Regions from separate parts of the Mus musculus genome. Here all the other regions are linked to region 4. The links are chromatin contacts, called in public HiChIP or PLAC-seq and promoter capture Hi-C maps. All regions are on one chromosome and are shown on one strand. Each heading gives the region's core, a stretch centred on a gene start, on an enhancer-like site or on the middle of the called end of the contact. The rest is flanking DNA. Distances are from core to core; before and after follow the strand shown. Region 1 has its middle 70 kb from the start of 1810046K07Rik. Region 2 has its middle 110 kb from the start of 1810046K07Rik. Region 3 has its middle 140 kb from the start of 1810046K07Rik. Region 4 holds the start of Arhgap20 (Rho GTPase activating protein 20). Region 5 overlaps 1810046K07Rik (RIKEN cDNA 1810046K07 gene). Region 6 holds the start of Colca2 (COLCA2 homolog). Region 7 overlaps Gm39338 (a long non-coding RNA gene).

The links. Promoter capture Hi-C pulls out the DNA fragments that hold promoters and counts their contacts. HiChIP or PLAC-seq counts read pairs in DNA pulled down with a chosen protein or histone mark.
Region 1: an H3K4me3 HiChIP or PLAC-seq map of the SCID.adh cell line shows a contact between it and region 4, with 14 read pairs. The contact joins the enhancer-like site here to the promoter of Arhgap20 in region 4. A contact is called at or near these places in 4 of 39 promoter capture datasets (the 3T3-L1 cell line, hippocampal neurons and liver), 10 of 484 Hi-C or Micro-C datasets (the 3T3-L1 cell line, the HL-1 cell line, adipose-derived mesenchymal stem cells and 6 more), 9 of 115 datasets of contacts at active chromatin or transcription factors (the SCID.adh cell line, craniofacial prominence, embryonic forebrain and 6 more) and 3 of 9 other capture datasets (adipose tissue, liver and macrophages).
Region 2: a contact with region 4 is called in an H3K4me3 HiChIP or PLAC-seq map of forebrain, with 4 times the contacts expected there. The contact joins the enhancer-like site here to the promoter of Arhgap20 in region 4. A contact is called at or near these places in 8 of 39 promoter capture datasets (the 3T3-L1 cell line, 3T3-L1-derived adipocytes, embryonic stem cells and 3 more), 1 of 15 datasets of contacts at CTCF or cohesin (the NIH/3T3 cell line), 4 of 484 Hi-C or Micro-C datasets (cerebellum, cerebral cortex, cortical neurons and 1 more) and 7 of 115 datasets of contacts at active chromatin or transcription factors (the SCID.adh cell line, SST interneurons, embryonic forebrain and 4 more).
Region 3: an H3K4me3 HiChIP or PLAC-seq map of the SCID.adh cell line shows a contact between it and region 4, with 18 read pairs. The contact joins the enhancer-like site here to the promoter of Arhgap20 in region 4. A contact is called at or near these places in 7 of 39 promoter capture datasets (the 3T3-L1 cell line, 3T3-L1-derived adipocytes, the HPC-7 cell line and 2 more), 1 of 484 Hi-C or Micro-C datasets (uterus), 5 of 115 datasets of contacts at active chromatin or transcription factors (the SCID.adh cell line, SST interneurons, VIP interneurons and 2 more) and 2 of 9 other capture datasets (adipose tissue and liver).
Region 5: an H3K4me3 HiChIP or PLAC-seq map of forebrain shows a contact between it and region 4, with 8 times the contacts expected there. The contact joins the enhancer-like site here to the promoter of Arhgap20 in region 4. A contact is called at or near these places in 8 of 39 promoter capture datasets (the 3T3-L1 cell line, 3T3-L1-derived adipocytes, cranial neural crest and 3 more), 2 of 484 Hi-C or Micro-C datasets (both in cortical neurons) and 10 of 115 datasets of contacts at active chromatin or transcription factors (the SCID.adh cell line, embryonic basal ganglia, embryonic forebrain and 5 more).
Region 6: a promoter capture Hi-C map of stem cell-derived epiblast-like cells shows a contact between it and region 4, with 9 times the contacts expected there. The contact joins the promoter of Colca2 here to the promoter of Arhgap20 in region 4. A contact is called at or near these places in 14 of 39 promoter capture datasets (the 3T3-L1 cell line, 3T3-L1-derived adipocytes, cranial neural crest and 5 more), 2 of 484 Hi-C or Micro-C datasets (cortical neurons and embryonic stem cells), 9 of 115 datasets of contacts at active chromatin or transcription factors (SST interneurons, embryonic basal ganglia, embryonic forebrain and 3 more) and 2 of 9 other capture datasets (adipose tissue and liver).
Region 7: an H3K4me3 HiChIP or PLAC-seq map of neural tube shows a contact between it and region 4, with 3 times the contacts expected there. The contact joins the enhancer-like site here to the promoter of Arhgap20 in region 4. A contact is called at or near these places in 3 of 39 promoter capture datasets (cranial neural crest, frontonasal cranial neural crest and neural stem cells), 11 of 115 datasets of contacts at active chromatin or transcription factors (the SCID.adh cell line, SST interneurons, VIP interneurons and 8 more) and 1 of 9 other capture datasets (liver).

The regions. Positions count from the first base shown.
Region 1 is chr9:51,397,900-51,400,813 of GRCm38.p6, forward strand. No RefSeq gene overlaps it. Among named protein-coding and RNA genes, the nearest start is that of 1810046K07Rik, 70 kb to the left of the region's middle. Within about 2 kb of position 1,647, at least 35 of the 459 cell types and tissues checked have an H3K27ac peak or open chromatin away from gene starts, as enhancers often do. A contact at or near this core is called in the SCID.adh cell line, adipose tissue, beige adipocytes and 2 more, where this site is marked.
Region 2 is chr9:51,440,304-51,443,530 of GRCm38.p6, forward strand. No RefSeq gene overlaps it. Among named protein-coding and RNA genes, the nearest start is that of 1810046K07Rik, 110 kb to the left of the region's middle. Within about 2 kb of position 1,653, at least 25 of the 459 cell types and tissues checked have an H3K27ac peak or open chromatin away from gene starts, as enhancers often do. A contact at or near this core is called in SST interneurons, cortical neurons, forebrain and 1 more, where this site is marked.
Region 3 is chr9:51,464,829-51,468,090 of GRCm38.p6, forward strand. No RefSeq gene overlaps it. Among named protein-coding and RNA genes, the nearest start is that of 1810046K07Rik, 140 kb to the left of the region's middle. Within about 2 kb of position 1,828, at least 4 of the 459 cell types and tissues checked have an H3K27ac peak or open chromatin away from gene starts, as enhancers often do. A contact at or near this core is called in the SCID.adh cell line, where this site is marked.
Region 4 is chr9:51,763,895-51,766,779 of GRCm38.p6, forward strand. It overlaps Arhgap20 (Rho GTPase activating protein 20), which reads left to right and starts at 1,457. Exons shown (of 15, transcript NM_175535.4): 1 at 1,457-1,717. The coding sequence starts at 1,613. Gm40520 (a long non-coding RNA gene) reads right to left here and starts at 1,534. Exons shown (of 3, transcript XR_870739.3): 1 at 707-1,534.
Region 5 is chr9:51,303,866-51,306,952 of GRCm38.p6, forward strand. The region is part of intron 2 of 1810046K07Rik (RIKEN cDNA 1810046K07 gene); the gene reads right to left. Among named protein-coding and RNA genes, the nearest start is that of Gm39338, 7.6 kb to the right of the region's middle. Within about 2 kb of position 1,431, at least 19 of the 459 cell types and tissues checked have an H3K27ac peak or open chromatin away from gene starts, as enhancers often do. A contact at or near this core is called in cortical neurons, forebrain and hippocampal neurons, where this site is marked.
Region 6 is chr9:51,276,739-51,280,079 of GRCm38.p6, forward strand. It overlaps Colca2 (COLCA2 homolog), which reads right to left and starts at 1,816. Exons shown (of 5, transcript NM_001195681.1): 1 at 1,602-1,816; 2 at 858-952. The coding sequence starts at 917. Gm32819 (a long non-coding RNA gene) reads left to right here. Exons shown (of 9, transcript XR_003948163.1): 2 at 1-501; 3 at 613-654; 4 at 800-3,341.
Region 7 is chr9:51,362,908-51,365,839 of GRCm38.p6, forward strand. All of the region lies in intron 1 of Gm39338 (a long non-coding RNA gene), which reads left to right. Among named protein-coding and RNA genes, the nearest start is that of 1810046K07Rik, 35 kb to the left of the region's middle. Within about 2 kb of position 1,329, at least 6 of the 459 cell types and tissues checked have an H3K27ac peak or open chromatin away from gene starts, as enhancers often do. A contact at or near this core is called in neural tube, where this site is marked.

The DNA of each region.
Region 1 (2,914 bases), core at 397-2,896, 370 kb before region 4:
TTTTTTAAAGCCCACTGATGTAACTATGTGGAAATAAGTTTAGAATCACTCTATAGCTCTTGCCTTCGAGGCTAGTTTGTTTCACAGTTGGGGTTGGGGTCATTTTGTCACTAGCTGTAGCTGCCAAGGCCTGGCCCCAGGCTCTGTCATTAATCTTGTTCTTAGACAAAGGAATGTAAGAAGCAGGGCTAGGGGGTGGGCAGAGGCTGAGCTGAGTCAGCACTGTGTTAAAGGGGTTTTGACATCTATGCCTCAATGTTAGTCTTCTGTTTAGAAGGCTTCTCTTGCCTACTTTCTAAACAATAAAGAGAAAGAGCTTAAAGCTCACATTAGCAGCACAATCTGTTAAGGTCTTGCTGTCACCAAATTCTCAAATATGGAAATGAAGTATAAGAAAAATGCAAAGGACCTAATGAATAGGGTTCTCAAAAGAAGAAACCCAGAGAGCCATGAAATGGTTTTAAAAGTGTTCAACATTGTTAGCCATCAGGGAAAGGCAAATAAAACTACTTTAAGATACCATCTCTCCCTAGACAGAATGGCCATCCTCAAGAAAACGAAGGACAACGATGCATTCAAGGATGTGGGGAAAGACAGACTTTATTTGAGACCACAGACTAGTACAGCTGCTATGAAAATCATTATGGAAGGGTCTAGAACTACCATGTGACCCAGTAATGTCCCCAAACACAATACAGCCTACCATGAGACACTTGCACACCCATGTTTACTGCTGCACTAGTCACAAGAGCAAGAAGATGGAATCATCTTCGATCTCCATCAAGAGATAAATGGGTGACTTCTGGTGGATAAGGAAGCTGTGGTGCATGTGGGCTGTGAGGTGCCTTTCAGAGGAAATACGTGTGTTTGATATGCTTCATTCTGTCTGGAGTTGTCTATGAGTCTAGTGGAAATGAATCAATAATATATTAGACATATTTGAACAAAAACACACACCAAACAAGCTTGTGTGTTTGTCTATTAATGAAAACCTGACTATGCCCTTGGAAGAAACTTACTATGCATTTTCACTAGAAGCAACAGTATCCATACCTGGTGGTACCGGGTAGTCTGTAACTCTGCATGTGGGCCCTTTGTAAAACGTAGCTCTAATGAAAATGTGAATTGAACCATAGTGTTAGTCATTTCTCATTTGTGGGGTTGCCAGGCATTTCATCAGACTTGTATGAGTAACTTGGGGTTCATGGGGATAGAGGCAGGAAACATTTCTCTAGAGAAGAGAAATCTGGCAGAGTAGGTCACCGGGAAAGAGCAGGAGGATGCGCTGTTGATGGCTTGATACACATTGTAGAGAACACCAGCTGAGCTTCCCTGCATCTGGAATACTATGCCTTTAAAGACCTAATTTTCATTCTTTCTTTTCAAGAGGAAAGTTTCTTGACTCAGTAGTACTTTGGAGATTTTATCCTGGGATCAGCGCTCTCTCTCTCTCTCTCTCTCTCTCTCTCTCTCTCTCTCTCTCTCTCTCTCTCTCCCCCTCTCTCTCCTTTCTATTAGAAAATCCCATCTGGGAAAGGGCAAGGGCAATGGATTGCTTCGGAGCTTGACGAGCATAGGGTTAAGATGTTTTGTGCTACTTTTATTAATACAGCTAAGCAAGGCCAGAAAGAGCCAATTTATTGACGTCAACCCCTTTAACCCCGATCTGCCCAAATGACTCAATCATTGACTGAGCTGGATCTTGTTTCCTCTGGGAATTCTAGGGGTGTTAGAATTAAATTACCACCACTCAAACATTTTGTACTTGTTGTTTTTGAAAGAAAACCTCATCCAAATGTCCTCTCCTCTCCTGGAGTAAAGCAAAGAGATCCTTGAACAAAACTCAGCTAGGTGGCTAAGAAGCTGTCCCCCACTAAGCCCTCCATCTTTTTAAAAGTATCTATTACTGAGAAACTGGCTCCTCAAGTTCTGACTTGCTCAGTGTTTAATTACCAGCAGTTTCTCCATCCTTTCCTGCTGGGTGCCAGACTCATTGGTTCATGCAGGATGGGGGTGGTACAGTGGCTTTGCAAGTGTTTTCTTGCTTCTTTGTTCTACATGCTCCTTAGTGGACTCTGGTCACTGAATTTTACCTCTTGTCTTTTATACTTTTATTCTTGGGGAAAATTACTAAGAGTGTCTGAAAATATAAATGGGTGCAACCATTTTTTTTTTTATTTTTACAACCAATGGGCAGTTTCAGTCAAAAATCTCAAATTCAGCAATTCCACTTCTAGAAATCTGTTCTACAAATGGGTGCACAAAGATGTAGACACAAAAATGCTCACGAAATGCTAGTTCTAATTTCAAAACAACAACAACAAAACCCCACAACCAACTTAGGAATTGTATGCAAAGTGCATTAGGGAGAAGAAAGCACATCTCTCTCCTGACCTTTTTTTTTTCTTTTTTCTTTTGACTAAATATGATAGATGAAATGCAGTTGTGCAATATTGAACAGTGTACAGGAAGGAAAAGAGTGTGTGCATCGTTCAAGTACCTAAAAGGCTAATGCTATTCTGTGGCCAATATGACCTTCAGGCCTATTGGAATTGGGTAGGACAGGTAGGAAGAAGAAATAGAGTTGGGAGTGGTTTTACATTTTAATTTTATATGTTTAGTTGATATCAATCATGCATGACTTGTATAATGCTATAAAATCAAATTTTTAATGTTTTTTATGTAGGGAATTTCTGTGGAGAGGCAAAGACCAAACCATCAAACACCCACTTATTGAGCCACCATGTTACTATGGTTGCTTATCTTGGGTACCAATTTTTAAATTGATGTATGTTATCTGAAGTCCAGAGATACCTCATGGATCATCTCTGTCCTGTGTGAACAGTCGGAGCCCTCTCCTTCCTCATCTCACTATAACCTAGAATCAGCACACCTCACAGCTGTTGACCATGAA
Region 2 (3,227 bases), core at 403-2,902, 320 kb before region 4:
CTCCCTTAGATCCTGGACCTCTGCAGTCTATCCATCCATCCATCCATCCACTGTGGGTCATCTGTCAACAAGACCCTTGCGGAGGAGACAGCATAGCTTCCTGTTCCACCTGATGCACGGGATACTCTCTCTCCCTCCCAAGTTGGAGGTAATGTAGTCAGTTGAGGGTGGCCCCTTCTCTCTTCCATCTTCTGAGAAAGTTTCTGGGCCCAAAATTTCATTACCCATGTCTCCAGCCTTCAGGAGATGCACATAGATCTTCAAGTAGTATCTGAACATCTCTAGTCTCACTTGATTAGAGTGAGGAGAGAATCCTTCCCCTCACTGCCTCTCTACAGATGGTGGAGTGAAGCAAACTAAACAAACACCTTGATAGCTCTCTGAAGACAGTGCTCTGATACTTGTACATTGAAGAGCTGGATGTCTGGGTGCAACTAAGGGCTGCTTTTCAGTGTTGAGATGGTCTGATAGAAATATTCAAGGGTGATTCCTACTTCTTACTTTTGTGTGGTCCCCTCTTTAGGTGTGTGTGTGTGTGTGTGTGTGTGTGTGTGTGTGTGTGTGTGTGTGTGTGATGGCTTGTATATGCTCAGCCCAGGGAATAACATTATTAGAAGGTGTGGCCTTGTTGGAGTAGGTGTTTCACTGTGGGTGTGGGCTATAAGACCCTCATCCTAACTGCCTGGAAGTAAGTCTTCCACTATCAGCCTTCAAATGAAGATGTAGAACTCTCAGCTCTGCCTGTACCATGCCTGCCTGGATGCTGCATGCTCCCACCTTGATAATGGACTGAGCCTCTGAACCTGTAAGCCAGCCCCAATTAACTGTTGTCTTTTATAAAAGTTGCTTTGGTCTTGGTGTCTCTTCACAGAAGTAAAACCCTAACTAAGGCAGGAGGAAAACACACATGTATTTAACAACAGATTATATTTTAACAATATAAAATGTCAAAAATGACATCTAAAAGTAATTAATATGCTAACACAGTAAAAAATAACAGATGATGTCAATAATTTTGAAAGTACCTTAACTTAGATTATAATTGACAAAAATCATGTAAAACCATTCTCTAAAGGATCATTCAGCCAAAATTTAGTAAAATGTTAAAAATATAATAGAAAAAAATTGGTATATGCATGTGTGTGATAAAATATTGCTCAAGTATGGAAATCTGTAATGTAAAGAGATTCACTGCAAAACTGACACAAAATTGTGTTCTTACCTTTAGTAGCAGTATTTATCAGAACGAAGTGCCTGCTAATATCTAGATGTGCACTGTCACAATTCTGTTCCATGTCTGTAAATAGAATAGCACCAAATTCATCACTGAACGTTATGTTGTGAAATTGCATTTTTATTTTATTGCCTTGTACTTCTCTATGTTTTCCATTTGTGCATTAAAAAAAAAACCCAGTAATGGAAAGGCTGTGAGTCCTTACTTTCACTGTTACTGTCAGATCAGGCTGACTGGAGGCTCTCAATGAGCCAGGCTAGCTGAGAGAGCAACACAAATCCTCTTCCAGTCCATCACTAGTTAATGAGGTGTAGGAATGGTGGGTAGTTAAAAACAAACAAGGGAACTGAGACTGCATAGAAGATAGTAAGGGTCACATGAGGAGAGTGCTTTAAAGAAGACAGCCTGGCTTCCCACTGAGATTCTGCAAACTGCTGTATGTTTGAGTTCCCCCACGAGAGCCCTGCTGCTTAGCAACTACCACATAAAGTCATCTTTCTCGTCTTAAAAAAAAAAAGAAAAAAGAAAAAAGGAAAAAAAATTCCAGGCTATGCATGACTTAAATGAAGATGTTCTAGTTCACTGGAGCCTGGGGAGCAATCTACTTGTAGCTGTCTTTGGCATTTGTGCCAGGCACATCAGCAAGTGGAATGAAGATGCTGTGTACGCCCCGTGTCTTCATCTCCAGCATGTGGCAGAGTGCAATGAACGGAACAGCTGTTCTCCCCAGGACTCATTTCTGCTCTCTTGCAGAAGCAAGTGCTCTTCACAGAGAAAATGCCATGCAGAACAGTTTTGGACTCAGTGACTCTGGCCAATTTTTCATTGTGACAGCTAAGAGTAGAATAAGTGTGTGTGTGTGTGTGTGTGTGTGTGTGTGTGTGTGTGAGTGGAAAGGCAACAGAGTAGCATTTGGGCTTATTACAAGGCATCCCCACCCCACCCCAGGATTATTTTTCTGTTTGTCTCCAGAGTGAATCATTGTAGCAACTTTTTCAAAGCAAGCTCTAAATAATGCCTTCCTTTTATTATCGGTCTAGTCCCAATGAGTAGATATATCCAATAGAAATAAGGAAGACACCAGAGCCTTCCCATCCTTCACATCTACTCTCTGTGTGCATATCCACCCATGCTGTGGTTTTTCTTTTCCATTTTTATTTGTGTGTGGTGTGCATGAACATGTATTTGTATGTGTGAGGGCACATTATATGTATGTACACATGCAAGTATGTATGCATGCACATGCAGATGTTTGAGATTGATGTCCGGCACTAGTCTTAATTGCTCTTGTACCTTAGTCATTGAGGGGTGGTCTTTCCTTTTGCTAAACTGTTTTCCTCTTTGAGTTCTCATCCATTTATATAGTAGATTTTAATTATTTTGCCCCCATCCTTTTCTCTCATCTCTACTTGTCTCAATAAGCCCCCTTCATGTTTGCATGTCTTTGTTTAATATGTGGTCCCCTGACTTAATTAGTTTTTCTCACCTGAGCACATATGAAAGGTTATTCGCCAGGTCAGGGCAACTTGCTAGTAGCTACATCACTAGAGAAAGTAACTCTTTGAATCAGACCCATAGCTCATTCATAGATAGGGTTAGTCTCCCTAGCCAGCCCCTTTGGAGGTCTCCCTGCTTCTGCCTTCTAAAGCTGGAATTACAGGAAAAGCTGCCTTTCCTACCTGGTATTTATGTCACAGTGATTGTGCCTGATGTTTCTTTTGGAAGGGGACATGTTTCCAAGGTAGTTTCATAGGACTTTAAAGGGTAGTTCACTGTAATTGGGAATCAGTTCCCCTACTTGGAAAATGTGCAGACATACAAGAAACCCACGGAGAATTACCTCCCAATTGCCACTCATTTTAGCTGGACTTGGATATTAGTGTTTAAAAGTGATCTGAGGGCTGGGGAGGTGGCTCACTGGGAAAAGTGAAAGCATAAAGACTTGAGTTTCAGTCCTCAACTTCCACATAAGTGCCAGAAGTATATGCCTATT
Region 3 (3,262 bases), core at 578-3,077, 300 kb before region 4:
CCAGAGAGCAAGAGAGCAAGAGAGAGAATGGTGAAACCCCGTCCCTTTTTAAGGAGAATTATCCTCCGCCTAGGACGTGTCACTCCCTGATTGGCTGCAGCCCATCGGCCGAGTTGTTGTAATCGGGGAAGGCAGAGCACATGGAGTGAAGAACTACCCTTGGCACATGCGCAGATTATTTGTTTACCACTTAGAACACAGGATGTCAGCGCCATCTTGCAACGGCGAATGTGAGGGCGGCTCCCTATACTTGGGAGGCTATGACAGGAGACCAACTTAAACTATATATGGAGATTCTGTGTGCCTCCAGCACCCAGCAAAAAGCATCTTTCTTGTTATCAGAGAGCATAGCCACAGAACAGTTTCTGAGGAAGAGGTTAATACTTCCATTGTGAGGCTGCTTTTGCAAATGTGTCCCCTTAGTTTGTGGCTGTGCCCAGATGAGTTTGAGACACCCCCCTTGTTCTGATACAAGGATCACAACCTGCTTTCATTCAAGAGTAGGCATTATGGACTAAAACATAGGACCCCTTCCCTTGTCTAGAGTTTAGTTTTTGTTAAGCTGGAAAAACTCATCTAAGATGATCATTTTGGGTAGCCAATTCATATTATTTAGAAAATAAAACATACTCATTTGTAAAGTCCAGGGTTCGATCTATATTAGTCAAATTATATTTGTTGATTATAATGTGAACTTTATACATTGTTATAATTTTCTTATCTGCCTCTTCTTTCTGAGAGTTCATTTAAATCAGTATAGCTGCACATTTGTAAATTTCTTCATGTAGTATGTCAATATTTTGCTTGTTTACTTTTTAGTTCCTGGAATATTGATTGATTGATTGATTGAGGAAGGGAAAGAGTCTTGCTTTGTAGACCTGGCAAACCTGGTACTTGCTATGTAGGCTAGACTGGTCTTAAACTTAGGGCAATCCTTTTGTCTTTGCTTCCTGAATGATGTTGGGAATACAAGTATGTGTTACCATACTTAGCTACTTTGGTGTGTGTGTGTATGCTTAGATCTTTCTAGTGGAATATTAATTTGTTATTATATGGTTTCCCTCTCTAGGTTAAGCTATGCTTAGTTAATTGGTTAGAACTTAATAATTTCAGCTGGATTCTATTTTAAATTCTAATATTACCTAAATATGTAGTGTAAAAACCAGTTTCTTTAGTTTTCCCTTTTATCCACCCAGTATTTTTGACCATTCAAATCTAAAAACTAACTTAGTTGATCACCTGGAATACAAATTAGTTTTGATTTTGTATTTGATATAGGAAGTAATACCTTAGTTATCAGAACAGTGAAATGGCCAGGGAGAGAGAGTCAAAGGGGCCAGTTCACTAAGAAGATAAACAGTCCTAATATTTATCTCCTAACAGTAGAGTCCACGAGGCAGAACAGAGAGAAATGTAGAGGAAATAGACAAGTCTATGACTGTCATCAGATATATTAAACTCCTCTGTCAGAGGCAGCTCAGTCTTCATGGCTAACCTCACAGGGAGAGCTGTGCCTAATCAGGCAGAGACTTGATGTGCCGGGGTGGAGAGATACCCAGAGCCCCCCCCCCCCAACCCTCTCAGAGGAGAAGGGGAGAGCCTTTGGGATGTAAATAAATAAATGAATTAATTTTTGAAAACTCATTTCTCAGCAGCTGACAGTTACGGTGACATCAAATCAGGAGAGATGAGCTGTATTTATCAGAACCACTGCCCAGCCATATCTAACTGACATCCGCATGTGACTCCTTCAAACAGCAATGAGGCACACAGGACTGCTTGTGTTCACACCACCAAAGTGGACTGATTCTGAGAATGCACCTCCCACTGAAAGAACAGAAGTCAGACAGTGTGCACGCCGTCCAACCACAATAGATTTAAGATATCAACCAAACTCAGAGTCATGGCTGGAAAATACCACAGTACTGCAATTATGCAAGACATTTCTAAGTAATACACAGGTCAAAAAATCTCTGAGAAGTGGTTTTGATCAGATTTGAAGTAAAAGTGAAAATATAGCTTATCAGAATGGATAGGACAGAGAGAGAGCAGCTCTTAGCAGGAATCGTAGAATTGAATGTGCACGTTAGGAAAGGGAACAAGTTAACGTCGGCGACTGAGCTGTTGCCATATGCAGCTAGACAAAGAGCAAGTTAAATCCAAAGGAAGCTTTAAGGAAGGAAGTGTCAAAACAAAATGAAAATAACAAACAAACCAAAACCAGAAACAAATAAAACAGAAAATAGAAAAATAATAAGTTCAGCAAAATCAAACACTGAGGCTTAGAACAGGTCTGTAACATTGGTAAATCCTAACCAGACTAAGAAAAAAGAGAAACAAGTTACTCATGTGAAAGATGATGAGGAGGGGGAAAAGAGGGTCAGAATCAGGTATGGGAGGAGATGGAGGAGATGTACAGAGGGTCAAGAAATTGAACAGAGGTGTATAGCAATGGGAGATGGAGAACTGGGGGTAGCAACCAGAAAGTCTCAAATGCTTGGAAAGCAAGAGCCTCCCAGGCCACCATGGGGATAACATTATCTGAAATACCCGACAAAGGAGAAGGAGAACCTGTTGAGACCATATCTAGAGGTTAGACATGGCCTCCTGGTTGAGGGATGGGGCCACCCACCCATCTCCAAAATTTTAACCCAGAATTGCTCTGGTCTAAAGGAAATGCAGGGACAAAGAGTGGAATAGAGACTGACGGAAAGGCCATCCAAAGACTTCCCCACCTGGATATCCATCCCACATGCAGATACCAAACCCAGACACAATTGCTAATGCCAGGAAATGCTTGCTGACAGGAGCCTGATACAGCTGTCTTCTGAGAGGCTCTGCCAGATCCGCACCAATACAGATGTGATGTTCCCAGCCAGTCATCGGACTGAACACAGGGACCCCAGTGGAGGAGTTAGAGGAAGGACTGAAGGAGCTGAAGGGGCCTTATCTGGTATCAATGGCAGGGGAGGCCCTTGATCCCGTGAAGGCTTGATGCCCCAGTGTAGAGGAATGCTAGAAGCAGGGTAAGGGGGGATGAAGTAGGGGGGTTGCAGAAGGGAAACCGGGAAAGGGGATAACATTTGAAATGTAAACAAAATATCCAATTAAAAAATAAAACAGATCTCTGCCCCTCTTTAAGCTATTGACTCATTAGAAGCATTAAAAGTCTAGTAGAAGAGACTAAACTACCAACCAAAGAGTGACGCATGGCTCCAGCTGCATATGTAGCAGAGGATGGCCTTGTTGGGCATCAGTGGAA
Region 4 (2,885 bases), core at 207-2,706:
CAGATTAAGAAAAGCCAGGGTGTCCATTCACCAAAGAATTAAGAGATTAAGGCACCTGGGGGTGGTTCCAAGTGAATGAACAGAACTGCAAAGCCCTCTTTAAGCACAACCTATAAATTAGTGGGTGAAAGCCCTTCTCTGCACGAGGACCACAGCTGTAGCACCCCTGATTCACAGATGTATATACATATATATGAGATTTATTAAGCTTCCTTTTAACAATGTAGTGTGATGTGACTAAAATTAGCCTTATATTTCCACAACAAACAATCTTAGGTTTGGATGATTGTGTAGGTGTGTCTTTGTGGGTGTGTGTTGGACAGCATCCCCTAGCTTGGAACACTGCCCACCTGAGTTCTGTTCCTTATAACCTGCCCCAATAGCCGCCCAAACTGCAAGAAACCTCTTTTTCTTTTTTTCTTTTCTTTCCTTTCCTTTTCTCCCCCTTTCTTTTCTTTTCTTTTCTTTTTTCCTTGTCACAAAAATAAGCAGAATCCGTAACCATCTCGCAATCACGGAGTGATATCCTTAGTGATTTTTTTTTCACACTAGTTCTGATTCCAAGGGAAGAATGCCACCTACTGTATCATTTACACCAGCAGCCAGCCCTGCAAAGTGCGAACACTACTTAACCCTGGTCTGTTCCAACTGCCCTTTGATTATTATTTAGTCCAAAAAAGAGGGAGGGGTCACTATTTGGACTTACAGGAAGTTAGGTTCTGAGCTCGCGATATCAGATCAACGCTTCCACATATTGTTGCCTTCTCATAGATACTATGCCAAGTTTCAACCTCCTTTCTGCCTGCATTTTCCTCTTAATTGCGCTTTCTCCTTCAGAATGCAGGGTCCCTGCAGCTTGCTGCCTGCGAAGCTGGTGGTGCAGACATGCAAGGTTGCTTGTCCATGCTTGCTCCCTGTGACTGCAAAGCAACAGCTCTGGGTTACCCTGACAGGCTTAGCTAGCAAGCGTTCGATATTGCCCCCGAAGTCCGGCGATGCCACCAGGGCTTCCAAATTTGTCTAACTCCTTCTTCAGCGGAGCGGGGACCGGGTTGGGGGTGGGGGTGGGGTCCCTTCCGCAGTCCGCGAAAGCGAGGCTAGGCTGGCGGCCCCTGCACCACCTTCGAGCGAGCCGCGCTCGCTGAGGCTCCCGCGCTGCAGCTGCGCGGGAAGGGACGCTGGCGGGAGCGAGCGGACAGGCGCGCGGAGCTGCACCGGAGGCAGTGGTGCGTGGTGCACGGCGCGTGGCGCGCGGCAGCGAAAGCTTCGTACCCGCGGAGGCACCTCGCAAGGTTAGTGGCTTCGGTAGCGCCAAGCGCTGAGAGCTCGCTCCCGGCAGTGTGCACGGGCGGCGCGGGGAGGGCGGAGGAGGCGGGGCGGACGCGGAGAGGCGGGGCGGGCCGGGGCGGGGCTACGTGGACGGGCGGCCGCCCGGAGCGCTTGCTGCAGCCTGAGCAGAGTGCGGCGAGCGCGACGAGCGCGGCGCGGGCGGCGGTCCATGGCCCCGACGGGAGGCGCGCCGCCCGCACCCGCAGCTCGGCGTCCGGCCTGAGCGGACCGCGCCGCGCAGCCACCCGGTCCTCGGCTTGGGCTTAGCTTGCAGATCTTCTTCATGGAAGCGATGTCTCCGCAGCAGGATGCTCTAGGGGCGCAGCCGGGGCGCTCCTCCTCGCTGACAGGCATGTCTCGCATCGCGGGAGGCCCTGGCACCAAGAAGGTGAGGACGCCCGAGCGGGAGGGCCCCTCCATGGGCTCGCGCCTTCCACGGGTGCCTGGTGCTGAGAGGGGTTAACGGTCCCCGCGTGGGGTGGGAGGGTCACCTCCCGGGATCCCCGCTGTCTTCTCTGGTGGAAACGGTCTCGGAGAAGCCCGTTGCCTCTCCATCTCTGACCCGGGGAGTGCCTCCCTGCGAGCCTCCCGAGGTAGTCTTAACCCGACAGCCTGAGGAAGGTAGGCGGCCCCGGAGGGGAGGGATGATGCGCCCACCCAAGGCCTCCAGGGGATGTCGGAGATGGGTGCCGTGGGCTACACTGTGGGATCCGGAGGTTTGACTCGGCCTAGATCTAGGCTGGCTGGCGGTGGGCGGGCAGTTTCCGGAGGTCCCAGCGGGGCATGGGGGGCTTGGCTCAGAACCACCCCCTGAGAAGGGACGTTTGCATTTGCCTGTGGGGGCGGCGCCCTTGTTCCCTGACACCCGAAGGACTGATCCGGGTAACTACTTGTAGCTTTTGCTGGTGATTGACTGGTCCACGGTGCAGCGGGAGGATTTCGATAGAGGTCAGGAGTCTGCAATAGGTCCCGGAGCAAGTGCACGTGGGCCGCGAGCTTCTGAGCTCCTGGGAATTGATTTGGGTGCTGTAGCCATGGGTGCCCCCTTCCCTTCCTCCAGCACTAAACCTTCAGATATTTGGCCATATTTGTTCCTTACAGTGGTGTCGCCTTCTCCAGCTTCTGTGGAAACAAGTTGGGATGAGAGCTCATTCTAGTTCTTCCCTAACAAATAATGTGAAAACGTTGCATTACTATAATTAGAGACTCACAGGGATACACTGGCTCCCTGCATGTCCGGATTTTATGGCTTTTCATTAATCTTCCCACTAGAATGGTGGCTTGGCTGGAGGTGAAAGAAGAGAGGTGATAGCTGTATAGAAATGTATGTGAGCTCCCAAGGACCTTGGGCCTGTCACAGAGCCCTCTATGGGTGTCTGTGAACTTGATGGATGGGCAGTAGTGGCGGCTCAGCCTTTGATGTATGGAGGCTGATGTTTGCCCTTGTGGGTTTTTTCACCCTTCAGAGACAGTGTGTGTGAGTGTGTGTGCGCGCGCGCGCGTGCGTGTGTGTGTGTGTGCGCGCGCGCGCGCGCGCTGTATGTGGTGTGTGTGTG
Region 5 (3,087 bases), core at 181-2,680, 460 kb before region 4:
AATCATCAAGCAGGTTGGAGGAGGATGTGCCACTGAAGAGAAAACCAAGGCTGGGGATGTTTGCAACAGTGTGTCTGAGAGGTGGGAAGGCAAACAGGAAGTGCAAAGACAGGGAATGACAACGAGGGAGGAGCTTGAGGAAGACACAGGAGCTCAGTTATAAAGGGATTGGGCTGTGCTAAGGGCTTGGACTTTGTCCACCAATGGGCATTGAGTCTTTAGAGTCTCTGTGGTGTAGCCACGATGAAAGTGCTATTCTAGAACACGGTCTCTGATGGTGAAGCCATGGGTCTGGAGTTGTTGGCAGAGCTAGTGGCAGCTGCTGGAAGTCCAGTGGAGACCTGATGATAAGGGTCTGTCTGGCAGAGTGTCAGGAGGCTGGCAGGTGATACCTCTGTCTGCGTCTGTTTGTCATCCTTCTAGTAGCTGTATGAGGATAGCTGATTCATGCCTCTAGGTGCCGAGAGCTGTTCTGGCCACATGTCCTGGCCACTGTACAGTTCCCAGGGCCTTTTCTCTTTTGCTCACCATTGACTACTTTCACACTGACACTGGTGTATGGAGAGACTACCACATCTCCCCATCCCACACTACAAAATCGAAAGACCCGTACATTCTTCCATGATCTAATTTAATGGTGCACTGTGCAGGGCTGATCCTATGGTCAGTAATTATGTTTCATTGAGGAATGAATGGTGAAACATCCTTATGAGCACTTACTTTATATTTACGAAACCTCACTCTGTGTGGGGAGTCTTCACACTTGGTAACCTAGGCAACCGTAGGGACTACATCATTGAATATGTAGAAGGAATGATTGATTAAAGCTTTCAAAAGCACAGAGGAGGAGTGAAGAGCAAAAGCCATGTTCAAATTCTGAGGGAAAGGAACTTATTATGGAAACACAGATTTACTTTGTAATCACCTGTGTAACTATATGTGGTACAATTTGAAGTCAGTTAAACTGTTGTATCAACTTAGGTTCTATCCAATGGTTGCAACAAACATCTGTAAGAATGTATGTGAAACTGAACTTAGCGGTACAGTGTGGGGAGACTTCCACAGATATCTACTGTATAGTCTTTATACTTCCTACTGTGTATTCTCTTTGGCAGTTACACAATGGGTTGCCTTTGTAATTAAGGCAACTAATTAATATTAAATCAACATTACTATTAATATTAAAATGGATGTCATCTTTATACCTTTATGGTTAATTTCTCATTTGATAAAAAATATGATTCCAAATGTCTTCAATTTCTGAGCCATGAGCTATTTTATGTCCCTTGGAAAGCTCACACGATGACAGAATTCCAATTTTTTGACAGTTTCTTAAAAATTTTATTTTAACAGCTCTGCTGCTTGGCACAAAATTATGTCCAGGCTGTGTCTGTGAGAAAGTGATTGCTGTTGCCTAAGTTACGAAATGAAACATATTTTTATGCTCCTGGCTCTTGGTGTGCCTTTGAAATGCTGCTTGTATTTATGCAGCTAGGTTAGAGCAAGGGGAGCCACTGGGAAGCCTTTTGGCCAGCGAAGAGATTGCAGAACTGCAGCCCCACCAGATGGACCAGCCAGGGTTGTTTTGCTGTAAAACCTGATTATTTTTGCAAGCTGCATGAAAGAATTCTCCACCAGGAAGGATTTTAAATTTCATGACATTTAAAAAGAAAATTCCACAGAACCAATAGAACAGCTGAGAAAATAAGTTCCCTATGAAAGGCTTGCTCTTATTATTATTTAAAAATTTTCTGCAATTGTGCAGGAGCAGGTGGCTGGGTGGGGACCACGGAAAACTCAGGAAGTGTGGTTCAGTTCTCCAAACAGGGCAGGACAGTGGGCTAATTAAAGTCAGACAATAGGCGGTCTGGAAAGCCTTAGAAAATAAAGCGTCCATTCAAATGAAGAGCAACCATAGAATGTGTGTCCCTAAATTCAAACAACGGCATTTTGCGTTTATGAGGCATCCAGTGCTACGAAAATGTTGTTTTATGTTTTTGGGAGGTGGGCAGGCTGGAGAGATGGCTCAGCAGTTAAGAGCACTGACTGCTCTTCCAGAGATACTGAGTTCAATTCCCAGCAACCACATGGTGGCTCACAACCATCTGTCATGGGGTCCAGTGTATTCTTCTGGCATGTGTCTGAAGACAGCTACAGTGTATTCATATAAATAAAAATAAATAAATCTTTAAAAAAGGAAATATTTATTATTATTGCTGTTATTATTATTATTTCTGGGCTCATGAAGGAACTTCCTTAGCGAGGCTGAGGAGCAACCTTCCAACCACCATGCCTTGAGAACAAGGAAAAGGTCTGGGGAAGATATTCTTCGATTAGATGTGAATTCCCTCTATTAAGAACTTGAAAACTAATGGGAAATAAGAAATGGATTGTTTTCTGTGGGAAATTTAGAAAAAAATAGTAAGGTAAAATGAAGTAAATGTATTAAAAATTCAAGCTTTCTCAGTGGCTTTAATAACCAAACAACCATGAGGTGTTTCTCAAAATATAAGAAAAAAATCACAGGGGAAAAATAAAAATATAAGAAAACATAAAACTCCCAAACGGTAGCAAACTATTAAATACACATTAGCATGTGGTGACAGTTCATTGTGCCTTAGGCAAACAAGATAATCTTACTGAAGCCAAAACTATTATAGGATTGGTTCCAACTATGAGAGTCGCAGAGGCGAACAATAAGTTTAATGGTTAATTTTAGGAAATCCATGCCACTCATGAGTATGTCAAAGCATGTCACTGACTTTTTTTTTTTTTTTTTTTTTTTTTTACACTCATGCCTTCAGAGCTTGAGTCACTTTGTCTGAAACTTTACAACCCCTGATTTCAAATGGCATTTTTTTCCTGTTTTTTTTTTTTTTTTTTGAGACAGGGTTTCTCTGTATAGCCCTAGCTCTCCTGGAACTCACTTTGTAGACCAGGCTGGCCTTGAACTCAGAAATCCGCCTGCCTCTGCCTCCCAAGTGCTAGGATTAAAGGCATGCGCCACCACTGCCTGGCTCTCAAATGGCATTTTTACATTGCTATATTCTTAGATCTTAGATCATAGCTGTGAATTTATGTGATCAA
Region 6 (3,341 bases), core at 566-3,065, 490 kb before region 4:
GTCAATGTATCGGAGGACACGTGCCACAGAGTCACTGAGAACTAAGCCCAAGTCCTCTGGCTCAGAAACCTATCTCACCATCACTCCATAATTTCTCCCTCCTGTTGCTTGAGGTGCCAAAGTTCCATTCATGAAGTCCAACATGGAACTTGCACAGGATCACATGCTGACCAGACCAGTGAAGTCATAGATGACTGGAATCCTGTCTGATCCTCCCTCCACACCTACACCTACCCACAAGCACTAACAGTGTCACGTGTAGAAGGCTCTTCAAATTGAACTCTCTCTCGGTGGACAAGCACGCCTAGTTTACATGGTTCTGCAGCTGCCCCAAGCACTTGGGTTATAAATGTGAGGTGTCAGAGTGTCTTATGACTACCCAGATCAGTTCTGTCATAGTTCTGTGTATTCCAGAGAGAGAGGCCTTTTCTTCCAGAGACTTCCAGTGACTGCTGGTTTTTCATATACATGACCTCAGAGCCTAAATTACAGAGAAACTAGGTGGGTTTCTGGGAGATAATTTTTTTTCAATGAGTTTGTTGGGGCTGTATCTATACTCTCTTAACACTATAAAAACATATTTAACCTGTTGGCTGCCTCTCTTCCTTGCAGAGGACCAAGAAGCCTTCCCCACTCAGCTATGAGCAGTGAGAGGTGAGCCTCCCACAGTCCTGAGCCCTACACCATGTCCCACAGGTTTTGGTGGCTGCCTATGGTGACCTGGGAAGTTGGGGACAGATGTAAGAATCCCTGAACAGGGCTGTGCTTATGGGTGGCCTCTGCATCTTCCCTGACACAGGGCTGAACGAAGCCTTCGATGGACTGGGAGGGACAGAGACGGAGAGGGTGGTGCTTACGTTTGCCCCTGAGGTGGCCTGGTGTGCCCTTCTTTGCTGCAGAAGCTCTTTCACGGTCATCTTCACACGGACGCCTTGATACACCTTAGGTTTTTCTGGGGAGAGGCAACAGGGTTAGTGGTCAGTTTCAAAGCTTGGGTGTCAAGGGGATACAGTGAGGGTTCCCTTGGTAAGGCTAGGATACCCAAGGCCAAGTTTCTACCTTTGCAGAACACACGAAGAGAATGAAAAAAGAAAAAGAAAAGAAAAAAAAAGAAGAAGAAGAAAAAGAAAGAAAAGATAACGTTAAAAAATACCCACATTTCTCAAACTAGAAAAGGTTAAGCACAGGCAGGTGCTTCAGGGTCCTAGTGGGAACAGTATCTGTGGGCATCTATGAAATTATTCATCCCTAGCTGGGCCCCATCCTCAGGACAGTACCAGCTGTTCTGCTCTGGAATGTGGAGGGAGGTCAAACAAGCCTGCTATTTTGGCTACGATATTAAATCTGGGGTTCCGGCTCAGCTTGTGGATCTGGGGTGCTCTCTGTTTCCAACTGATCTCGCGGACCTCACCATAATGTGAACAACAGCCCCTCTCCCCATGCCCCCCGCCCCACTGTATTCCTCTATCAATCCAGGCATGGCTTCTGGGGAAGTACAACCTTTATTTGTGGTGCCCTTGGTCTGGAAGCAAGCCCTGAAACAAGCGACAAGCTACAGGGGTCGGGGCAGTCAGTCTGTCCTGGCCCTGTTAAGGACTTACTGCACTGACCCCAGAAAAGGAGCCAAGATCGGGAAATAGTCTCCTGTCGGTCCTTTCTCTTTTTCAAAAATGTCTTTTCTTCCTCACCCCCTTCCTCCCTCTAGTCTCCGACTCTGTCGCTCTCTTCATCTCTTCCCACCCCCTCCCTTTCCGGTGCAGGCTTTTGGAGAACTGAGCTGTGGAGAGTTCTCCAGCAAGAGCTGCAGCTCTGGAGTAATGGCATCCCGAGGCTCCCTAGGACCGCGCAGTCGCCTAGAGGCAGCCCTCCGGAAGGGGCCGCCCCTGAGCCGGCAGAGCTGGGCCGGGAGACCTGGGAGAGCCCAAGTAGCCGGCTGTGCTAGGCGGGGGTCGGCTGGGAGGGACCGGTGACCGCCTGGGGTCCCGGCAGAGCGCAGTGAGTAGGTCTGACTGGTTGTTAGGCCAGGCTAGACCCGGCAGAGGCACTTTCCGAATAGAGTTTGACTTAGAAGCCCAGTGTGACTCCCACCCGACCTTGACCCTGGAGAGAGCGCTTATTAGAATCACGGGGAGGGGCGGAGCACAGTGGCCCCTGGCCTAGGCGTTTGGAGACAGTGCCAGGCCACCAGCGCCTCGCCTGGTTAGTGTAGGGACCGCGGCTGGACAGCAGGGAGACCCCCACCCACGAGCCAGATCCTGAAAGTTAGGATCCCTAAGGAAAGTTAGTGCGCTGTTCTTCCCGGTCCTGGGCATCGGTTTGTCTTGCTGCAGTGCCAGGACGCGCCCACTCCGCTCCAGTCTCCTTTCCTCCCATCCCCACTGTCTGGGTCGGCTCTGGGATCTGCAGGCAGCGCGGGCGCGCCTCGGGGTCCACGCGGGACCAGCCCCAGCCCAGTTCCCTGCCGGGTGCGTCCTGCTCCAGTCCAGGGCTCACCGTGAGCCTCTAGCTCCCCCGCGCCGCCGCTTCTGGGCTCACAAGGTCGGCGCCTCCAAATTCCCAGGACTCCAAGGTGGAAAAGTGAAAGGGCAGGCAGGGGCGTGGGGGACTCGATTGTCCGGAGTGGCCTTATGGGTCTCTGGGCCTCTGCTCTGGGGGGCAGTCACCCAGAGGGACCCGACACAGCGGGATCGCGTCCTCTCTGGATCCATGCCCGGCCCTGACTATTATTCCCTGACTTTGTGCCTCTCTGTTATACGCAGGAAAAGCAGAGGAAATACACTCGGATCCAAGTGCCCCTGGCCCTCATGACCCGACCCCTGGAAAAGCATCTGAGTTACCCGACATCCTGGTCAGCAGGAGCTGGGCTGGAGACTGGATGCTGCAGCTTCAGAGACTCAGCACCTAGGAAGGCTCCTGTGCAGGGAGAAAGGCAGAGATGCGACATTTTTAAAGTTTCACAAAACACGAGGCAGCACCCAGGTCCCTGGATCAGGAGACACACAGAATTAATGTTTTATACCTTCGGGTATAGGTTTGAGTTTTTTCCCCCTCATGCCAAGTATTTAAAACCTCTAGAAACCCATGATTTGACAATCAATGATTGCGCGATACTTTCAATTTGAATATTCAAAGGCTTAACAAAATGGACTATCTTCTGCAGAAATCCTGCACACAGGCACCTCACAGAGAGTCCAGAGAAACAGAGAGGGAGATCCCTTTGGGTCCTGACCCTTGCTTTTCTCCTATTTTAAACATTTTGTCCACCTGCCCACAGGCAGAGCAGGTGTCCTCAAAGATGCTCTATGTTAGTGCCTCAAAGGCTGCCCTGAAGTCCCCACTGA
Region 7 (2,932 bases), core at 79-2,578, 400 kb before region 4:
TATTCAAAATGCTATGCATTTCCTTTCTCTGTGTAGATGCTGTGGACAAGGACTGTGTTTTATTTGCTCAAAGGGGCCTAATATCAGAAGGAAAACATAGGTCCTTCCACCCTTCCGATCTCCTTTCTCTGCGGGATGAGAGGGTTATAAAGCTTGCCCAGGAAGCCTTGAGGCACTTCAAGGGTGGGAACAGCTGGATCTGTTTGTCTATCAAAGGAAAATGTAACCATAACATATGGGGGGGGGGTACAGTTTTCAAGATGGGGATGATTCTGAATCCGAATGACTTGTAGTCTTCAGTTTAAACTTCTGCAAATTCCTGTTGGTGGGGAGACTTGAATAATACAGTCGCTGATCTAAACCATCTGTCTTCAAAGATACTCAGCTTGTCTGAAGAGACTAAGTTATGGTCTACGAGGAAGGTTCCAACTGTACCTGAAGCCAGGTCTGTGGCCACATACAAATCGATCTTTAAGCTTTGGGAAATCTCCCAAGACACATGAGTTTTGGAAAAGTACCTAAAGCAAGCACACACTATATTTGAAAGAATACCAATTATTTATTGAGTGTTTATTATGCACAAGGAACAACATAAAGAGTTTAAGATGGTCTTTGCTTATATCCATTATCCAAATCCATTATCTCTTATCAGAAATGTAAGGCAATAATCATGAGCCTTACCTCTCTTTGTCTACTTGTATGTATTTGAATCTCTTCCTTAGCTCCTCAAGGCTCCATACTTAGGACTGTCCTTGGGCTACTTAGATGGGTGGCAGATGTACCTTGTTTCTTCAGAGACATTCCTCAGTTTCTTCTAGGGCTCAGTGTTCCTGGTTGGGTGTATGTACATCTTTATACAGGCTACATATCTTTTCCTGAATAATAAAACTCCATTATATATATAAATACATATATTTAAAATATAGTATATATTTAGGTATTATATATTTATCTAATATATAGTATTAATATAGTATATAAAATATATAAATAAAATGAATATATATATATATATATATATATATATATATATATATATGTAGTTCATGCTTCAAAAAGGGACATGTTTCATACTGTGGAACCCCAGTTGTTTCCCCTGAAGTGAGTTCCTTGTTCTTTTTTTTTTTTTTTGTCATCTAGAGTTTGTATCAGGAGGTGACCATTATTGTCACTATCTATTGTTCTCAGCTCTGAGACCTTGCATAGATTCCCACCCTGTGAGATGCGATGCAGTTACATTTGTGTTCTTTGTCATTCTCTGCACATATGCACACTGAAGTCTCCATTCACCCAATGCCACCAGAAACAAAGGAGGCTGAGCAAATTCGAGTGACTGTGAGTCTCAGTGCGTTCATTCAGAGGTCAATGGAGCACTAAAGCCTTTTGTTCTGTGTATGTGGCTGTGATTTCTTACGATGCCCCATTCAGACCTGTCTAGTCTCACCCTCTATTTCTCTCAGCATGCCTTCTTCCAAATCTAATAGTTTTCCAGACTTAGCCTGTTCCTCACAGTCTTCTTTAAGGGTCTTCCATTCAAATTGGCTTCCACTGGAATTCTCTTCATGTATTTTTGGGTTCTTGCAGCATATGTACTGTCCACCCAGCATTTAAGCTCCTCATCACATACTGTTCTTGTCCTTCTTTTGAATTACTGGCTTTTCATGAGAGGTCTTAGATATTGTATGTCTTGTCAATGGTAAGCTCTTTTCAAGACCCACCAATGAAACTACCCCTTTGCAAATTCTTCATTCCTTGTAATCATCCCTTGCTCACAAGAGACATTGAATAACTATATGTTGGATGGACTGGGTCACTTCTCTTAGCTTCTTTTTTTTTAATTAATTAATTTAATTATTTATTTTTATTACATGTTTTCCTCAATTACATTTCCAATGCTATCCCAAAAGTCCCCCATACCCCCCCCCCCACTTCCCTACCCACTCATTCCCATTTTTTTTTTTTTGGCCCTGGTGTTCCCCTGTACTGGGGCATATAAAGTTTGCATGTCCAATGGGCCTCTCTTTCCAGTGATGGCCGACTAGGCCATCTTTTGATACATATACAGCTAGAGTCAAGAGTTCCGGGGTACTGGTTAGTTCATAATGTTGTTCCACCTATAGGGTTGCAGATCCCTTTAGCTCCTTGGGTACTTTCTCTAGCTCCTCCATTGGGAGCCCTGTGATCCATCCAATAGCTGACTGTGAGCATCCATTTTCGTGGATGCTCACAGTCAGGCCCCGGCATAGTCTCACAAGAGACAGCTACATCTGGGTCCTTTCGATAAAATCTTGCTAGTGTATGCAATGGTGTCAGCGTTTGGAAGCTTATTATGGGGTGGATCCCTGGATATGGCAGTCTCTACATGGTCCATCCTTTCGTCTCAGCTCCAAACTTTGTCTCTGTAACTCCTTCCATGGGTGTTTTGTTCCCAATTCTAAGGAGGGGCATAGTGTCCACACTTCAGTCTTCATTCTTCTTGAGTTTCATGTGTTTAGCAAATTGTATCTTATATCTTGGGTATCCTAGGTTTTGGGCTAATATCCACTTATCAGTGAGTACATATTGTGTGAGTTCCTCAGAACTACCCTCACCAGACTCATTTTTTCCCTGTCTCTCTCTTGTTTGTGGCAGATGCTGGTCCATTATTCTCCTTTTGTCTTTCCATTAACTTTGCCTTTTGGCCTATGCCTAAGTAAAATAGGCTTAAAGCTTCTTTGTGGTACATAAATTAGATAATGTATAAAATGCCCGCTAAGCATGGGTTAAATGTCTCACCATGGATGGGCTTTCCTCTGCATTCTCTAGACTCTGTCATATCTTATGGTTTTTTCCCCCTTGAACTTACAGTTTTTATAAAGGTTATGAAAACCTTTTGAAAAGGTTACTAATGCTATGGAAAAATTTGAGTGGAAATGCGTCAAGAACGCTCTCT